Regions from separate parts of the Gossypium hirsutum genome. Here region 2 is linked to region 1. A link is a contact called in public Hi-C data. All regions are on one chromosome and are shown on one strand. Each heading gives the region's core, a stretch centred on a gene start, on an enhancer-like site or on the middle of the called end of the contact. The rest is flanking DNA. Distances are from core to core; before and after follow the strand shown.

The links. Hi-C and Micro-C count contacts between places; a contact is called where the count stands out from the background.
Region 2: a Hi-C map of hypocotyl shows a contact between it and region 1, with 1.8 times the contacts expected there. The contact joins the promoter of LOC107909499 here to the promoter of LOC107909542 in region 1. A contact is called at or near these places in 3 of 34 Hi-C or Micro-C datasets (hypocotyl, leaf and petal).

Annotation. Positions count from the first base shown.
Region 1 is chrD08:37,774,068-37,779,814 of Gossypium_hirsutum_v2.1, reverse strand. LOC107909542 reads right to left here and starts at 2,877. Exons shown (of 16, transcript XM_041099106.1): 1 at 2,421-2,877; 2 at 1,788-1,838; 3 at 1,475-1,705; 4 at 967-1,065; 5 at 800-855; 6 at 419-530; 7 at 1-166. The coding sequence starts at 2,543.
Region 2 is chrD08:38,004,979-38,010,725 of Gossypium_hirsutum_v2.1, reverse strand. It overlaps LOC107909499 (RNA-binding protein 38), which reads right to left and starts at 2,839. Exons shown (of 5, transcript XM_016837041.2): 1 at 2,126-2,839; 2 at 1,907-2,042; 3 at 1,626-1,758; 4 at 1,480-1,513; 5 at 429-1,240. The coding sequence starts at 2,356. The coding sequence ends at 953.

The DNA of each region.
Region 1 (5,747 bases), core at 1,628-4,127:
CATGCCAGAGCTGGTTATATTGCTCTGTACGTTCTCTCAACTCAGCCTGTAAGGAGTGGTTTGTACTTGACTGCAAAGCATCCATCTCCTGGACACGTGAAATCCAAGTTTGGGCATCTCTCAACTGTTCATCCTTATAAAGAATGGCTTCTTGAGCAGCCCTATACTGAAGAATAAGACTACTATTAGAACATGTAGCTTGCTGTCTTCTATCAATCGGCAGTATAGTAAATTGAAACTGTTACTTGGCTTAAATTTCCAACACAAACAATTCTGTTATTATAAATTTAGTTCATCTGAAAGTAATGCCATTTTCAAAAACCTACAGATGCACACCACGGATAGTTTAACAGAATATTAAACCTTAATCTCGGGAATTAAAAATAGAAAAAGGTTAAAATCAAGTAAAAGTAGTGACCTGTTCCTGCAAGTCAATAAGCTGCCTTTCTTTATCTTGAACATGCTCTTGAAGATCATGTATCTGTTTTATGTGTTGAGCTCTCTCAGCTTCTGAATGATCACGTTCTCTTCTGCCAAAAGACAAAGAATAGGAAACCCATAAAAGTTTCAGAAGGTTTAAACACAGCTGCAAGGCTAATGTATTAAAAGCAGTAACCAACAGAAGAAGCAGAAAACTATTTGAGAATGCCATTCAGATGCTAAGCTAATATATTAACTCAACCCTTAGATAGGTTTAGAAAAATTTCAGGGAAAAATAAACAAAGCATTCATATCAGTGGTAATCCTTAGAGGTTTATGTTTACAACAAATAAAAAGGCCTTAACCATAAAACATGGACCTGAAAGTAGCCAGTTCCTTGTTTTGCTCTCTGAGAAGATCTTCCTTTGCCCAGACCTGCCAAGATAACCAAGTAGGGCTAATTTATACATGACTTTCTAAATATCATGTTTTATTTTAAAAGAAAAATAAAGCTTATCCAAAAGCAGGATAAACATATTGATGGACCTCTTCTTTATCAACTTTGATGGCATGCAACTCTCTGTCTTTCTCTTCCATTTTCCTTTCGAATTCATGTATGGTCTGTTCTCTTTCATCGAGTTGCTCCTAATCAAGCATAAAGCCAAAATACAGATTGAAGGTCACAGGACAGCAATATTGTAGAACCTACTTGTAGCATTATTGGAATAATTTCAAGTGCCAATGGATCCGATTGGTTTTTTATAGACCACTCAAACTGTCAAACATAAGACATTCAATATGTAATTTCAAAATAATTAACACTATGCCCAGGATACAACTCCGGAAGAAAAAAGGAATATGTCTTTACTCATTGACTTCAACAGTCGAAACATGATGACATTATTTCTTAAAGTTTATAATCTGAAATTCTGTTTTCATGTCTTGTTCATAAATCAAGATCAATTTTGAATTCATAGAAGCAACTAAAACTTCTTTTTCTCTGAAAGTTGAATTGCAGAACAATCATACTATGAATCATATTCTAAATTCAAACCTCAAGCTTGGCAACAGCATTGACGTGGGCTGTTATTTTTGAATCACAGCTGCTCTGAATTTCCAGGACCCTTGATCTTGCAATTGCCTGTGCTCGGAGTTCAACCTCCATCTGCAATAGCTCCTCTCTTTGTCTAGTAATATTGTGGATCCTCTGTTGTAATAATTCATCATCTAAACTTTCATCAGCCGTGATTGAGCAGAAGTCAACATCAGCAGGCTCTCTTCCATGCTGCACCTTGATAGACATTCAACAATGTTCACTACTCACCATTCTCATAATAGAATTTAATTTTAAGATTAAAATACCTTACCTCATATATGGTTCTCTCGTCTGATTGTCCCAACTTTGATCTGTCCATTTCCTGCATGTCACAATAAAAGAAAACATACAATAAACATCAATGGTCTATCGAACATAGCAATAATAATCTTTCGCCACTTAACCAAATAACTTGATGCTCAATTCTGCCCTTCAGAGCTGGGCATTTCCTCACAGCAGTAAACACAAAACACTTGACTCTTGGGATCATATACACACTTATACAATTTGAATTAAACCCAATTAACATTCCTAATTATTTCAACCAACAATGGGACAAGCTTTTCATCAATGTAACCCCCTTTTTTTAATTAATGAGCCAAATGCTATTACTAATAAACTCACGAAGTGCAAAATAATAGCGTTACTTAATAATGAAAACTCGAAGTGTACACAATCAAGAGAGCAAGAAAAGAATGAGAATAGAAAAAGATAAACCCTAATTTTTTTGGTTAACACGTGTGAAGAATCCCAAACACTAGTAGTTAAAACCAAATCAAACCCGGTAACTGTTTTTTACTTGTTCATAGGAGCCAAACAAGAGGAATTTTCGTTCTGAATCCAACATTCTCTCAGAACTCAAATAATACCAAAAAGCGAAGATATTCATCAAAAATGAAATTACCACTTCATCCCCATGGTTACGAACCAGGTGATGGTCCGAAACGGCACGCCACTCCTTACGCGACGATGACGACATTGGGAGCGCACCGCCCCGTGCGGCGGCAACAGCGGCCGCTGCCTCCATTGAATCAGAATGCCCGACACTACACCAACTCTCTCACTTTCTCTATCTGCAAAAAGCAGACCCAAAAAGAAAAAAGGAAAAGAAAAAAAAAACCTAGGGTTTTTCAATTTTCAATTAAATAAATAAACCAAACCCTAGAACTGAATAAAATTAAAAGAAAAGATCGCAAATGATAAAAGAGAAAGAGATGGAGAACAATGGGGGAAGTTGGGTTTTAATTTAAAGATTGGAATTTGGAGGGTTTTTGGAGAAAATTTTTAGTTTAGTCCGATAAATAATAGTGAGATTTTAACGCAATGGAGAGCGAGAGAGATGATTGGGCGTGTGAAATTTCGACCCAGGAAAGGCTCCCGCCATTTATAGCGCAACTTCGTCCACAATAGGATCCCATCACGCTTTCTGGTCGCGCGTGTCCTGCACATTTCTGGTCTGCCAGTACTAGTAGTAGTCAATATTTTTGTCACATTACTTCATGCACCATGAATTTTGCTAATATTGTTTTTACACCGCATTTTATAAGATTATCTAATTTACATTGCAAGAGTTTATCTGCGTGTATTAATTAAAATATTATTTTATAAAATAATGAAAGTTATTTATAATTTTGTAAAGAAATATTGTATTACAATTTTTTAAATTAATTTTTAATATGGAAAATAATATTTTGTAGAATAGTAACAAAAGGTGTATAGAGTTGTAAAAAAAAAGAATTACCATTTTTTAGAAACAAAATGACATTGTATTAAGGTTTTTCTTAAATTAGATTCTAATGTTACATACATTGCATGTAATTTAATGCGTTTAATTTTTAATTAGTTTTTAAATAACTCATTTTTAATTAATGTTATTTATCATTGGTAATGATAATTTCTCTTAATTTTTAAATAATATACAAATTTGAAACTATATGAGAAAGTAAGCTATAATGTTAATTTGAAAGAAAAAAAAATAAAGGGTAAATTACATCAACAGTCACTCAACTTTGAGGTAGCTAACAAAACAGTCACCTAGGTTTCATTTCAATCACTCAACTTTTAAAAAAATACCAAAACAGTCACTAACGTTATAAAAAAGTGACAAAACAGTCCGCTGATGTGGTAAGCTAACTAGCTGATGTGGCCAATTAACTTGCCACGTTGGATGTCCACAATGGAAACCCACCCAATTTAAGAAGAAATTGAAAAAAACCCTAAAAAAACCCCTTAATAACAGAGAATAAGAAGACACTGTAAAAAAAAGTCTTCTTTGTTTTTTGTTGGTTCTGTTAAAGATCAAACCTTGCTTCAAAGATTTAACTTTCCAACAACATGCGTATTAAGAGAACAAGTTTCGTTAAAGAATGAATGCAAGGTATTAGCTTGAATGCCAGAAAGAACTAGTACCAGTGTGTCAACATATCTTTGCGAAATTGGAACTAGGGAAAATGGTGATTATGCTAGAAATGATTTGGACATTAGTCATTTGATTAGCATTCTAAAGCTTTACGGTGGTGAAGGATGTTTAGAATTTGGAAGGACTTACCATGGTTTGATTGCAAAGACTGGACTTGATGGGGATGAGTTTGTAAATACCAACCTTATTGATATGTATGCTAAATGTGGAGACAAATAGTGCAGTTATGGTATTTAATCAGATGCCTCGTCTAGATGTTGCTTTATGTAATTGTTTGATTTCTGGTTATACTAATTGTAGAATATTTCAAGAAGCTTTTAGGTTGTTCATGAATTATGAAAGTTGGGGTAACAAGCTTAATTCTTATACATACTCATTTATGCTAGCAATTTGTGGAATCCTTTCGGCTATCGAAGAAGGAAAACAACTTCATGCTCAAGTTGTGAAGATGTATTTATCAGAAAAAATTGTGAGTAATGCACTTTTGACAATGTATTGCAAGTGTGAGGTGCTAGCGGATGCTAAATCACTGTTTGAATGGCTTTCACAAAGGAATATTGTTTACTCACAGAATATTCTTCTTCTTCTTCTTCTTCTTCTTCTTCTTCTTCTCTGTTATTAAGGGGTTTTTTTCAATTTCTTCTTAAATTTGATGGGTTTCCACTGTGGACATCCAACGTGGCAAGTTAACTGGCCACATCAGCTAGTTAACTTGCCATATCAGCGGTCTCGTTAAGAAACTAACAGAAATTGTTAATCAGTGATTGTTTTGTCACTTTTTATAACATTAGTGACTGTTTTGTTATTTTTTTAAAGTTGAGTGACTGAAATGAAACCTAGGTGATTGTTTTATTAGCTACCCCAAAGTTGAGTGACTGTTGGTGTAATTTACCCAAAAATAAATATGATAGAATAGATCAAATTTTGATCAACAAAGTAAGCAAGGAAGCATATCGATTTCTCAAAATGAGCAAGGGGAGTATTTCATCTCCTATTTGTGAGTGATCAACAAAGCAAAAAGAGAAGGCCAACTTCAAGGCCTCAAAGTAAGCAAGGGAAGTATATTGATTTCTCATCTCCTATTAGCAAATGATAATTTCTAATTTTTCAAAATGAATAAAGAGTCATGTCATGCAATAAAAGGAATTGTGGAGAAATATTATAACCTATTAGGTTTGAGAATTAGTTATGACAAATCAAAGCTCAAAATCAACAAGAACTATCACCTGAAGTTCAAAAGAATATTCAGAGGCTTATTACAAGTAAAGGCATGGGAAAACATGGGAAATACTTGGGAATGGGGATATTGGGCTCATGAATAAAAAATGTAAAATCTTTCAACTAGAAATTGATAAAATGGAGTCCAAATTATCGTTGTGGAAATCAAAATTATAGGGTCAGAAAGGTAAGTTAACCTTGATCAAATCAGTGATCTTGAGTGTTCCCATCTATCAATTTTCAAGTTTCAAAGCCCCAAATAATACTTATGATGGAATGGATCAATTTATGAGGAAATTTTAAGTTATTGTTAAACTAGCTTTATTTGATAAATTGTTTTGATATAATAAAAAAATGTTTTTGAATAAAAATTTGTTTTTGAATAAAGAATTTTTAAAGTTCAAAGCATAAAAATTATTTTAAGATTTCCAAACATTTTAGAAAATGTTTTGAACACTTAGAATATTTTGGACAAAGTTAAAAAATGATTTTAAACTCTTGAACTTGACTAAAAAATTTTAAATCAATTGAAAAACTGCTCCCTACCAAAAGTATTGATATTTTCCAGAAAGTACCAATACCTATATGATTTTT
Region 2 (5,747 bases), core at 1,590-4,089, 230 kb before region 1:
TGAGCAAGAATTGCAACAAAAGCGTCACAAATTAATTTTAGTTTTGGAATTGGCTACATGCCGAAAGGCATGGAAATTTTGAACTAATAAATAATAATGTGGTTTCTTGTCTTTTTCACCTGAATCAGATCCTTTAAATGATAATCTTTGCAAGGAATTTAACAATAATTTTCTTTCTCTGTTTTTTTTGGGGGGGGGGAGAGGGGGTAAATGATAGTGCTTCATATCAACCACAAAAATGGACTAGGCAATGCCACCTACTTATTTGAAAAGTTGGGATTTGCCTTTTTCCGGTGAAATGTGGGCCAATTGTCCTCTTTCCACTAGCGGGATTTGCTGTACAACGGTGTTTTTTTTATACGCGGAGAAATTGAGTAAAATTAATTCTATATGCACAATAATGTGATACTCTATGACTATTTTAATTGTGTGTGTGTGTGTGCATATTCTTGGATTCCCGACATGCTTCATGAATTCCGGAAGCCGAATATGCAAAATGATTGACAATGGAAAAAGGAAAAATACTGCCCAACGAATGTGTTACTTTTTTTACTCTTTTTAAACATGCGACAGAGAAAGACAGTGACTCCACAATATAACTGCAATGCCAAGGAAGGGTATGATGAACTGACAAGCCAAGCAAACCCCCAACTTGTCTGTCTTCCACAGTTCTTCAGACCCAGTTTTGCTTTTTAGATAAGAAAACTTAGAATCCTATGATTTTATGTTCATTTCATACAAATTTATATATATTGCCATAAGAAGACAGACATTGTAGGGATCATTTTGAGACATAAAATTTAAGAAAAAAAGTGTTTCCAGAAAGTGGTAAAAGTGTAAATTGTGGCCTGTCAAATTGATGTACATCCAACTAACAAAGCTAAAAATGGTTAAGTTCCTTTGTCTGTATCCATGTTACTATTGACCCTAGTTATGATATTCTAACTTCCAATTAGGCTGATGAATTTTGCGCAGAGGTGGTAGTCCCTGGCGATGTGGCAGGTGCGGCAGAGGCTGAGGGAGCAAGGGTTAAGTTCCCAAATGGTCGGTATTGCTGAGCCAAATGTGGATAGTGAGTTATTTTGGGGTGTTGACTTTGGTTGCTCTGCCCATGCCCATGCCCATGCCCATGCTGGGGATAGAATGGGAAGTAACCCATGTAGACTCCAGCGGATCCTGACGCCCCACTGCTACTGTAATGGGATGAGAACGCTTGCCCTCCATATACATTGTAATAGCTCTGCAAATAACATTCACCATTTTCAAATCACTACATTGCTTTTACATTTTTGTAATGTTTCATCTTAGACAACAATCAAGGATTCATGTTACAAGTTGGCAACAATAACCATATAAAAAACAATGCATTCATGTATTTGTGTCATATTTGTATTACCTTTTGATCACACATTTTATGTTCAATTGTTAGGCCTATTATATGTATGAAGGTATAATATAAGATGATAACAAGAGACTAACCATTGGAGACATATTTTGCGTGTAGCCAGGATACCTGAATGTTCAAAAGACAATCATTTTTAGAACATTGAACCACCTACGGAAACAAGAAATTAACACAATTTAAGCAAGGCAGAGAGATTATGAAATCCGATCTATCTACCCACCCGTAAGCCGAATAAGGAAATGCGTATTGCGGAATGAATTGACGGTAAAATGCCGGAGTAGCAGCAACGGATGGTGCCATGACTCGAGGTGGTGGTGCTGGTGCGGATGGGCTAAATTTCTCAATCCCTGCAACTTATGCCAAACATACGAAAACTGATCATAAAGCAATAAATACGATTACAGCAATTAAGGTGACGGAAATTAAGCAGCAAAGTATGGGAGAGAAAAAATATAATCTAACAGCCATATTTTGATTTGATGTAAATGGGTGAATACTGACCAGAGTGAGAAGCAGAAGATAGACGATTCTTTTGAGCACCAAGCGATGCAAGATTACAGTTTGCTCTTCTTCCATCAATCACAGGAAATGGATTATAGCAAGCCCTCAAAGCCGAATCAACATCCTTAAACGTCACCTACATATACCATAATAATCAAACCCTTGACTTTGAACAGGAAAAGAAGAAGAAGAAGAAGATATGATGGAGGGGGAGCTTACAAAGCCGTAACCTTTTGATCTTCCAGTAGTTTTGTCATTAATGACAACAGCTTCTAGTATTTCTCCGAACTGCTCGAAATAACGTTTGAGGGTATCAGTTTTGGTCTCCCAAGCCAAACCTCCGACAAAGATCTTGGTGTAAGTGGTGTCACCAAACCCTGTGCCATTGCCCTGATCACCCCCACCCCCACCCCCACCCCCACCCACCTTATGTTGCCCTGCTTCAGACATGGATTAACAATCGATCCCAACAAACACACCCAACCCCAGGGAAGCAAGAATCAGCACCTAAAAAGGGCAAAAGAGGAGACAAGGCGAAGAACACAGACGTTGGCTGACAAAAATATTATCAATCTTCTTAGAACAACCTCAATCAATATGGTTTTTTTCTTGTTCTTTCTTTTCTATCCAAACCTTATACTAGATTTCCGCTGCCAACTCACCTTAAGATTCCCTAACAAAGATACCCTAGACGAGAAAGTTATCACTGTTTCGAGGTTCGAAAAATTGAGTTAATAGGAGAAAAAAACAGAAGAGAAAAGCCTACCCAACACCCCAAAGGTTGCCAAGAGAATGAAAATAGGAAAACGACCTTGTAAGATTATTGAAGATTTTATTTGGCATGTACTGATGATTAACAAAACAAGGTAAAAAAAGAAAAAGAAAAAAAAGAAGAGAGATAAAAGGGAAATTTCCAATGAAATACAACGAACTAACCTATTATTTCCAATTTTTTTAAAAAAGAAATTTGATATATACTTTATAATGGGTCCAACGTTACGTGCCTTGCTGTATCCAACTCTTCATCTTTCTTCTCTCCTAATCTCCCTTTATTTTGTTTATGCATATATTCCTTTTCCATATAATCTAATCACTAAATATTAATGTATGTATACATATACATATACAATACTATTTGAGGAATATAATCCCACGATGTAGGGTTATGCTTTTGATAGATTAAAATAAAGATTTTTCTAAAATAAAAAAATTATTAAAAATTTATAATTATAGAATTATATTATTTTAAGTAACTTTAGAATACAATCAACTAATAAATTAAATTATTAGTATAAAGGAAAAAATTACTATTTTAATTAATAATTCAACTAACAACCTTAAATTACTCTTATTTAATTAGTTTAAATTGGAAGGTATAATATTATAAATAATAAATAGAGGAATAAGTGATGAAAATAGCATAAATATTTAGTAAGGCTTGTAGTTGTGTTTTTTTAATTTTTTTTACACAAATTTGATTTCGGAACGAATCCAGTAACTAATATGATATATTTTTTAAAAGTTATGTGATTATAGTATCGGACCCATATATAGAAAGAGAATATTAATGTATACGAAAATATAACAACAAATACCTTAATGAAAATGTATAATAAACTATATTGATTTGAATATACTTTCAACTTAGAAGGCTAAGTATTTATCATAGCAAAAAAAAAGCTGCAAGTATGTTTTTTTTTTAATTTATCATTAAGTTATCTATTCATCTGTCAAAAAGATGCAATAAAAATCAAACTTTAGTTAATAGTATAATTAAGTAAGAAATTTGGATAAAATTACAGTAATAAAATACATAAGATGTTAGGTGAATCAAATTTACTATATTTTAAGCATTCACACTAAAATTATTTAGGAAGGAAATATAACAAATTCAACCAATATGTTGAACCCTTAATTAAAACTGACATCATTAAAGATTTAAAGAGATTAAATGACAATTTTTAATTTTTGAAAATTAACTTAAATGAGATTGCAACTGTAAATACAATAACATCAATATATTAAATTTGAAGTTAATTGTCTAAAATTTATTAAGGAGTAAAGTCTTGGAGCTTACGAAATATTATGACTAAGTTATTCTAGATGATGTTTAATTTAAAATTTATTGTTATGATATTTTTTTAAAAAATACAAATAAAATAAGAGAAATTTAAAACTTTTTACTTTTATTTTTCTTAGTACAATGATACGGAGAAAATGAACCCACGATAAATAGATCACAATTTTAGGCTTTTTAATACTATTATAGATAACCATTGACCTTATGAAATTTATGATTTCATAATTTAAATAAATACATATAAAATATAAATAATTTTCAAATAACCTTATAAAATTTATTATTTCATCATCTAAGTAATTATATATAAAACGTATGGTTCATAATTTTTCAGAAAATTAATAATTTTTATCAAAATTTTTCTATTTTTTCACCTTTAATTATATAAATTATAGATTTTAATAACCTTCTACAAATTTTTAGTTTACCAAGGTATATATTGGAGCAGAGTCTAGTGACTAATCCCTTGTGTTTTGTAGACTCATTAAGGGGTAGATGCTAGTCACGAGTTTTAAAGTTACTACATACCTAGGGTGAAGATCGAACCATTGACCACTGATTAATGTAATAGAGATTAATGCCAATGATTCAAAATGGAAATAATTATTAATAATAAAGACGTAAAAATATAAAAAAATATAAAGATATAAAATATAATGCTGATGAGTATTGTTGTACCAAATCACTTTTTTTTTCAAATTATAGATTTTAATAATTTTTTTACAGACTTTTAATTTTTTTTAACTTTTATAAGTTTAATTATAAAAATTATACAAAACTTTAATTATATAAATAAAAATTGAAAGATTTAATAAAATAATAAAATAATACAAAATTAATTACTTTTTAGAATATTTAAAGTGTTTTATTAAATTTTTCGAAATTGCTTAAAGTACCCTATATTAGATATGTGTTTTATGTTACATATAGATATGTGTTTTAGAGGCCAATATTAGAAGAATATTTCTTTGACCGTCACGTTCTTTCTACCAGTTCAAAAGCCGCTGGTTCTTTCAGGTATAGTAATAAATAATTTTTATTATTTCTATTTTTGTCAAATTGATATTTATTTAATTTTAAATTTTTAAAAAATTTTGAATTTAATTAACCTTTTAAAAATTAATCAAATTGCTATTCTTTTAATGAAAATATTGATTAAAAAAACAATTTTTAAATATGATAATTCATGCGATAATCCACGTGTATTTCATACTATTTTTTTGAGTTTTTATGAACATTTTATATTTTCTTTCTTAAAATTTTTATAATCTCTAAATTATTTTTTAATATGTCATATAAGATAAATAGTATCATATTAAGTTGTTACACTAACATCGTTAAAAATTTAATATTTTAATCAATATTTCTATTAAAAAATAAATTAACCATTTTTAAAATATTTATGGTTAATTTATTTAAAAAGTCTAAATTAATAAAAAGAATATAAATGTTAAAAGTTGAATTTATGATTATGGTTTTATTTTTACTTCTTTTCCGTGGAGGGTAATAAATTGTAGTAAAAAAAAAAAAGTGAAAATGATTTTCACGGTGAAAGAAGGAACGTGCTGGGGATTTGGTATTGGAGTATGAGACAGAGCGCTATTTTAAAATTTCATTGTGATGGTTAAAGAAACAAGTATAGATTGACCCTCCTCGTTATCTCCAATAGATAAGAAAAAAACAAAAAGAAGAAGTACGGATCTGGATATTCTGGAGAACATGGTAATCAAATAGACAATCAAACCAATAAATGCATACTTC